2 separate regions of the Xenopus laevis genome follow, and region 2 is linked to region 1. The links are chromatin contacts, called in public Hi-C maps. All regions are on one chromosome and are shown on one strand. Each heading gives the region's core, a stretch centred on a gene start, on an enhancer-like site or on the middle of the called end of the contact. The rest is flanking DNA. Distances are from core to core; before and after follow the strand shown. Region 1 overlaps LOC121401519 (a long non-coding RNA gene). Region 2 holds the start of rbm17.L (RNA binding motif protein 17 L homeolog).

The links. A called contact is a pair of places that touch in the nucleus more often than the background predicts.
Region 2: a Hi-C map of the XL177 cell line shows a contact between it and region 1, with 2.6 times the contacts expected there. The contact joins the promoter of rbm17.L here to the enhancer-like site in region 1. A contact is called at or near these places in 2 of 4 Hi-C or Micro-C datasets (the XL177 cell line and the XTC cell line).

The regions. Positions count from the first base shown.
Region 1 is chr3L:90,113,951-90,117,950 of Xenopus_laevis_v10.1, reverse strand. All of the region lies in intron 3 of LOC121401519 (a long non-coding RNA gene), which reads left to right. Among protein-coding and RNA genes, the nearest start is that of LOC121401519, 17 kb to the left of the region's middle. Within about 2 kb of position 1,665, at least 1 of the 7 cell types and tissues checked has an H3K27ac peak or open chromatin away from gene starts, as enhancers often do.
Region 2 is chr3L:90,210,328-90,214,680 of Xenopus_laevis_v10.1, reverse strand. rbm17.L (RNA binding motif protein 17 L homeolog) reads left to right here and starts at 2,120. Exons shown (of 12, transcript NM_001095624.1): 1 at 2,120-2,175.

The sequences.
Region 1 (4,000 bases), core at 416-2,915:
AGTACTGCTGGAAGGATAGTTTGCAAGCTAGATCTGTTTGTCTCCACCAAAAAAAAACAATAGTTTGGGTTTTTTTGGGTGGCAGTTCTTTTGGTGCTGAAAACAATTTGGGTGCCCTCTCCCCTTTATAGGTGTGTAATTCTTTTTTTAACCGGAAGACCGTGTGGTAATTACATTCACACTGCTATGACAAAGACAAAAAGGACTTTGAAGCCTGGAGCAGCTATCTGAAGAATGTTGAGAATGTGTCACATGGAAATAATAGTTCTTTTTCACGGCAGATGTCGCAATGAACTGAAATCCATTCCACTAGCATTTAGAGTATAGGGGTCATTTAAAGGGGTCATTCAGACTCTAGGGGTCATTTATTTCTTGCAGATGCAGTGTGCAAAATGCACTTCCAAATATAATGTGTTTTACCCACAATGTAGTGTCCCCCCCAGAATACTAGCATCTATGCAGTTGCCAGGGGGAGTTGCTTCTTAAGGTGGCCATACACGGACGGATAAAAGCTGCCGAGAGACCGCGTCGGCAGCTTATTGGCTCGTGTATGGGGCACCCCGACGCGCTTCTCCGATCGAGAACTGACCGGAAGTCGGCCAAATCTCGATTGGATGGGACGAAAAATCCCGTCGGATCGCGGCCGCATCTATTCGTTGATGCGGTCCTGCGATCTGACCACCCATTACTATTCGTTAGGATCCGATCGTTGGGCCCTAGGGCCCACGATCGGATCAGCCCGATATTGCCCACCTCAAGGTGGGCATATGGGGGAGAGATCCGCTTGTTTGGCGACATCGCCAAAGGAGCGGATCTCTCCGTGTATGGCCCCCTTTATGCAGTTGCATCTGATGCATCACACTTTGATGTGAATTGGAAGTAATTGTGCTGAATGTCTGCTTGACTGATCATTATCAGTGTTTAGTGAGTGATGTGTGTGTTTGATTATTTTGCCACACCTCCTCTGGGAACCTTGGAACCACTGCCTAGCTTGGATATGGTGTTGGCTCCAGGGTTCCCTGCAGGCCCGGACTGGCAATCTGTGTGTTCTGGCAAATGCCAGAGGGGCTGCTGTAAGATGCCATAGACTGTCACTATTTAGGGCTATTCCACACGGGGAGATAGCGACGCGTTTGCGGTCGCGGCGACAAAGCGCGGCGACAGTCGCCGTGACCGGCGCAGGCGACAGTTTTGTATGGGCGCCTATGTAAAAACGCCTGTGCTAACCACACGAGGCGATGCGCTTTTCAACAGTCGCCTGAAAAAGCCTGGCGAGGCATTTTCAGGCGACTGTTGAAAAGCGCATCGCCTCGTGTGGTTAGCACAGGCGTTTTTACATAGGCGCCCATACAAAACTGTCGCCTGCGCCGGTCGCGGCGACTGTCGCGGCGCTTTGTCGCCGCGACCGCAAACGCGTCGCTATCTCCCCGTGTGGACTAGCCCTTAGTGGGCTGGTGGGGGCTGTTTGTGAATCTATGTGAAGGCCTATTTTGAATCCCAGTCCAGACCTGGTTCCCTGGCATCAATAGGTGTAGATGTTGCATTTTTTTAAATAGTGGGTGGTGCACAGATTTTCTGGAAAGCAGAGGGAATTCAAGCCCCAGGATCCATCCCTTCACAATGGAACAAGGTAGTGGTAAGGACCCTAAGGCCACGGCCACCCTGGGCTGATTTTTGGCCTGCGGATAAATGCAGACTGAAAATTAGCCCCTACACTTGAATCTGCACTCTTCTGTGTCTATATCAACAACTACTGCAACAGCCCAGGTGCAAGCACACTACCTGTTTTTTGGTGCAAGGCTGGAACTAGGGGTAGGCAGAAGAGGCACGTGCCTAGGGTGCAAAGGTGAAGGGGCGCCGGGCATGTACCTCTTCTACCACCTTCCCCTAGTTCAGGCCCTTGTATTGCCCACCTCTGCAGCTCCTATATCCTTTGCACGCACTAGTTACAGTCGGAATGATTATCAGAACGAAAACTAGCTCTTCCACACATGCAGAGGGTCTGGCCCCTGCAGTACATTCAGACTACTGTGGTTTTCTTTCACTTTGTGGAATCTGGTATACCTGTTTTAAAAATCTATTTTTAAAAGGTCATATAGTGTTTATGCACCTTAAATGTGATTCACATTTAAGTTAATGTTTAGTATGTTACAGAATGGCTAATTATAAGCAATGTTTCAATTGGATTTTATGGTTTTTTTTTATAGTTTTTGAATAGTTTATCTTCTTCTAACCCTGTCCAGCTTTCAAATGACTGCTGAAATTGCAAACTGAAGAGCTGCTGGATAAAAAATAAAATAGCTCAAAATAAAAAAAATAAAAAATGAAAGCTAATTGCAAATAAATTCAGAATATCACTCTCTACATCATACTAAAAGTAAATGTAAAGGTGAACACCCTATTTAAACCCAGCTGAATGAGCTTATGATGAAAATGAGGGTATATTTTAAAACAAAAAAAGTTCATGCTGCAATTTAAGTCAAATATAAATAAGCACTGATCTGCATTTGTTGCTCAATTTTATTAGCTTCTTAGATGAAGATTTTTGTAGCCCAAAGCCATACTTTGCTCTGTTTGTTTATATTTAAGGCTTGTCCTTATTGAACCCCTGCATAGAGTTTCCTAGAGGGTCAGATTGTGATTTAATGGTCACTTAACCAAAGTAAGTGGAAAAATAGCAACGATTCGTTTGGCTACTTAAATTATTTGACATTTGTTTTAGATTTACATCTTGCAATGGCAGATAATGATGCATTCACGCTTCCTTTGGGATTCGAAATCCAATTTACGCAATAAATGTCTGTCAACAGGATGATAGAGCATTAGCACACACAGGAAGGTGCTCAGGTCTCCAGGGATACACTAAGGTAAATTAAGTGTTTACATTTTTTTTTTTAAAAAAATTTTGTAATAAAGGGTGAACGCTGTGCTAAACAAATAGATAAACATTCTAGTTTATCTAATTTATATTGCATAATAGCAAGAAACATTTGTGACCATATAAGGGCACAAGACCTTAGCACATATGACAAGGTAGCAGTTCAAATTCCATTATATATATCTTTCAAACAGAGATCATAATTTTGAACACAGCAAGCATAAAGTTAATCCCATAGCAGTAACATATTACTAGATGAAGTATTTTGTTGTGACTGCTTGTATTCAACACTTGTCTGCTAATTTATACTGGGAGTAAAAAGTAGCAATAGCCTTAGAGAGCATTTGTATTAGATGTGTTCAGTGAACCCCACTTGAAGCCTGGTAAGAGTCCGAAGAAAAAAGGCAAATGAGTAAAAAACTATTTAAACAAAGATCAATTGAAAGTTGCTTAGAATTGGCCATTCTATAACATACTAGAAGTTAACTTAAAGGTGAACCACCCCTTTTGATGTGGTTCATCTGTCCGTTTTGTTTTTCCCTGTGGCTGATCAGCTCAGTTATAATTATACTGCTGTTTGGTCATCACATGCATCACTGATCATTCAGACCTGTTGGAAGATTGTTAGCTAAACAGTATACTTAATTCTCCAGAACTAAGCTCTAGAGTCTTTTCTGTATTATTTGTTTTATAATAAATTGCATTTGTATGTAACTGTGTCACTGTAACTTAATAGTGTTTTTTGATAAAATAATTAAACTTTTTGCTTAATTGGGTAAAATCAGGTGGAGACTTTGACGCAGTGGCTCTGGGTGCAGGCACAGGAGAAGGCTGATGCCAGCATATGGGCTGATCAGGGTCAGACTGGGCTGCCACTAGTAATGTGCGGGATGGAAAAAATGGACCCGGACCGAATCCTAACTGACCTAGCACAGCTGCTGTATTTATAGAACCATGCCTGACCCAACCATGGCTGAAGTCACAAAAGTGTACGGGCAAGAGTTGGAAGCCGGCACTGTAAGGTCACTGCTGATGAGAGCGGAAGGTAAAGCTGAACTTGAACCCACCTGTGACCCAGCAATCTTTTGTGTTAAACCTGCGGCTCCACCAGGTTTTAGGACT
Region 2 (4,353 bases), core at 871-3,370, 96 kb before region 1:
TCAGGGTATTGATAATGTCCCTATGTTTATTACATCTTGTAGAAGACAATGTGATAAGATCAAGCTGTAAGGAAATATCTGCCCGTGCTTTAAAGCGATCCCAAATTATATGAAATTCTCAAATATGGTTGTTGCTTTGTCGCATGGTGTTCAGCAACACCAGGTAATATTTTATCTCCAATGGATGTCCATGCAAGGTCTCTGAATAAAACTTGAATAAAAGATTTGATACATTACATTTTGGTTAACTGTAAAAAATAAGGTCCTTGTTAGCACAACAATAATGGGACCTTCTCATGCCACTGTTACTGGTAAGAGATGCCGTTGCCACACAGCATAACTAGACTGTGAGTGTGATCTAAAGCAAATCTGAATTAAACAGACACACAGCGAAAAGAAGAACCTATATACTCAAAATTACTTATTTGAATATTACTTAGGGGCAGATTCACTAAGGGTCGAATTTCGAAGTAAAAAATACTTCGAAATTCGACCCTCGAATTGAAATCCTTCGACTTCGAATATCGAAGTCGAAGGATTTAGCGCTAAACGTTCGTTCGATCGATTCGAAGGATTTTAATCCAACGATCGAAGGAAAATCCTTCGATCAAAAAAAGTTTAGCAAGCCTATGGGGACCTTCCCCATAGGCTAACATTGACTTCGGTAGGTTTTATCTGCCGAAGTAGGGGGTCGAAGTTTTTTTTAAAGGGAAAGTACTTCGACTATCGAATGGTCGAATAGTCGAACGATTTTTCGTTCGAATCGTTCGAATCGAAGTCGAAGGTCGTAGTCGAAGGTCGAAGTAGCCCATTCGATGGTCGAAGTAGCCCATTCGATGGTCGAAGTACCCAAAAAATACTTCGAAATTCAAAGTATTTTTCATTCGAATCCTTCACTCGAGCTTAGTGTGTCACTTTTGTACAATAACACTAAGGGGCAAATTCACTAAAATGCGAAGCGGCTAACTTAATTTGCCAGCGTGGCATAATTTCGTTCCTAACTCATTTACAGGTGCTGGTGTAAATTTGCTAGCGAAGTGGATCTACTCTAGCGCTACTTCACACCCTTATGCCAGGCAAAGTTGTGCTATGGCGAAGGGACGTAACTACGCTAATTCACTAACTTGTGCATTTTACTGAACGTTACCTCTTGCGCCAGACTTGCCTTCGCCACCTCAGATCAGGTAAAGTGCAATAGAGTAGATAGGGATTGCTTCAAAAAAAGTTGAAATTTTTTCTAAGTCCCAAAAAACTCTGGCGTCTTACTTTTTTAAGGGTGATAGGCTGAAAAAGATTATTTTGGGGGTACCCTCCTTTCCCCCTACATTTCCTAAGATATGGCACCTAAACTATACAGTGGGCACATGTATAGTGCAATATAACAACTCTATTTTATTTTATGAAGCTTTCCCAGGCTTGTGTAGGGTAATGTATTTGTTGCTACATATACGTCCATTGTACTTTAACTTGGCGCCGTATGCAAATTAGGCATCGCTAGTATAACTTCGCTTTGCTTGACGAATTAACGCTAGTGCAACTTCGCTACCTTTCGCCTCCCTGAGCGCAACTTCGGATTTTAGTGAATTAGCGGCGCCCTGGCGAAGTGCGGTGAAGGTGTCGCTAGCGTGTTTCAGCACTTAGCGAGTTTGCCCCTAAGACTCCATATTATGTGAAAAACTCGCCACTGTGTAGTAAAACACAGGCTCCATTTCACTAGGCCCTAGTTTAACCCACAATACTGTTGTTTTTTTTTCATCAAACTTAGCAAAAGTCGTATTCATTGCACAAGTGGCCGCAACTCTAAGCAGAACATATATGAATTAATGTGAGCAAGACGGTCGGGTGGCAGCGGGGAAAGCTAATAAACAACAAGCTTTTGTTTGTTCCCTGACATGAAAGGAGGTGCGAGTAGAGGAAAAATAATCATGACATTACGCCCACAGCTTAGATTTCTGCAGTACTGGTCTACAGTGCCACGCCCCAAAAAAGGGCAACGTGCCGCGTCACTGCGTTAGTATACGTGTCGTGACGCCAGAGTCTCGCGACACAAGGCTAGTGACGTAATTATTAGGCGCCCGGCAAGAACCGAGGAGCTCGATGTTATCGTCGTTGCCTGTGGCTATACTGGACTGTGGGCTGTATTAAGAAAATCGTGACTGTCCCGCTTTTTGGGCGGTATGTTTACCCGATGGCTTGCGGTTGTGTTACATTTCTACACGATGTTTGTGATCGCTCTCTTTCCTCATGCATTGCTCATGCTTCTAGCATTGACACACCATCTCATTCAGTGAGAAAGGGCTGCATACAGTTCGTACGTAATTGCAGTCACATTGCTTGTTCTTTAAGTTCCAACCTGCCCCCAAACTGTTTCTCACTTGAAAAATGTTACTATTCAAAAATCTAAAATTACTCATCAGTAAGAAAACTACTTACATAGAATCTCATGGTGCATTTCTTAAACGTTCTTTCTTGAAGCTGTTTATTGTGTCTGCCAGCACAAATACTACAGGCAGAGAATTCCACCACTTACTAAGCTTAAACACAGAACGTTTTAGCATGTTAACATGGAATCTCCTTTCTTCTAATCTGATTGGATGCCCTTGTGTCTGCTGGAAGGATCTACTGGCAAAGTATTAGAGACTTTATTTATGCAGAGTTATCACATCTACTCCTAAGTGTCTCCCCAGTGTAAACATTTCCAAATTCTTGGCCTTTCCTTCTTCATTCCATACCAGGTGTAAAATGACACTTTACACTTCAATATTAGAAAAAAACAGGCACACATAGACTTAAAGGAGAAACAAACCCTTAATAAAAAAAACCCTACCCTACATTATGCAGATTCTGTCCAGCGGAGTTTACAGGCGCCACCTTTAGACACTTTGGTAATATTCTAAATGAGACCGGTGCTTCTGCAATTTTTTGTGAGTTTTGGCGCATGCGCAGTTGTTGTGAAACAGAAAATTGCTCCAACTGCGCATTTGCGGCTTCGCTGGTCTCATTCCGAAGATAAGTGAACTCCGCTGGACAGAATCTGCCTTCTATGGACAAAGGCAGGGCAGAAGGCACGTAAAAGGCAACACTTGGAACCAGTTACTTATACAGAATCTGCACGGAGGGTTGAGTAAAGATTTAGGGGCATTAGCCCCGGGGGGGGGGCAGCTAGACTGGAGGGGGTCTTTGTAGGGTAGGGTTTTTTTTGTTTTTTTTATTAAGGGGTTGTTTCTCCTAGAAAGTAATTTGAAAAAGTATTTCTGGTAAACTCTGAATCTGAAACCAACTGAACTGAAAAAGTGTTGGAACAATTATATTCAGCGAGTTCGAGTTGTGAAGCCCAAAAACTTGGATTGATTGAGTTTTTGGTGAGAAAAAACTCAAATCACTCGAATTGATCAAGTTTCGGGAAAAACCCTCTGAAAAAACGTGAACATCATGCAGGCAATTAACATCGTCAAATGGTTCAAGGGACCTCTGCCATTAACTCATATATGACCTCGACAGGTTTTAGATGGTGTATTTTCATATTCAAGCTTTTCCATAGTTTTCCATATTATGGTCGGCTTTCGAATCCAAACAGTTAGTCATGTCTTTAAAGGAAAACTATACCCCCCAAACAATGTAGGTCTCTATTAAAAGATACTGAGTAAAACAGCTCATGTGTAAAACCCTGCTTCATGTAAATGAACCATTATCATAATAATATAATTTTTTAGTAGTATGTGCCATTGGGTAATCATAAATAGAAAATTGCCATTTTAAAAAATAAGGGCCACCCCCTGAGATCGTAAGATTCACTGTTTACACATACAAACCACATGTAAGGTCACATGAGCCAATTAACAGACAGAGTTCTGCCTTTTGCTTCCTCACTTCTTCCTGTTACAGTTACTGTTGTAGTATTTCTGGTCAGGTGATCTCTGAGGCAGCACAGATAGAGTCACAAAATGGTGGCTCAAGGCAAGAGATGTAAAAGGGCAATATTTATGTAAATATATATTCCAGTTTGGTAAGATTCTTTAATATGTCATTCAATTTGATATAAACTATCTGTTGCTTAAGTATTCATTTTGGGGGTATAGTTTTCCTTTAAAGCTCTGGACAGCAACTGAACACGATCATTATTTGTTTGGCAGTATTCTCAAGTTTGAATATGCAAATAAGGATTTGTTCAGTATTTGTCCAGATCTTTTGTGGAGGATTTGGTATATGTCTGTATCCAAAAACTATAGATATGATGCATCCTTCTTTAAAAGGAATTGTTCTGAAGCATTTATTTCGCAAAGCCTATCTAGCTACCCAGTTTTATTTTTGCACAATTTGTTCACTTTAATAATTTTTACATTTCCATTAAAC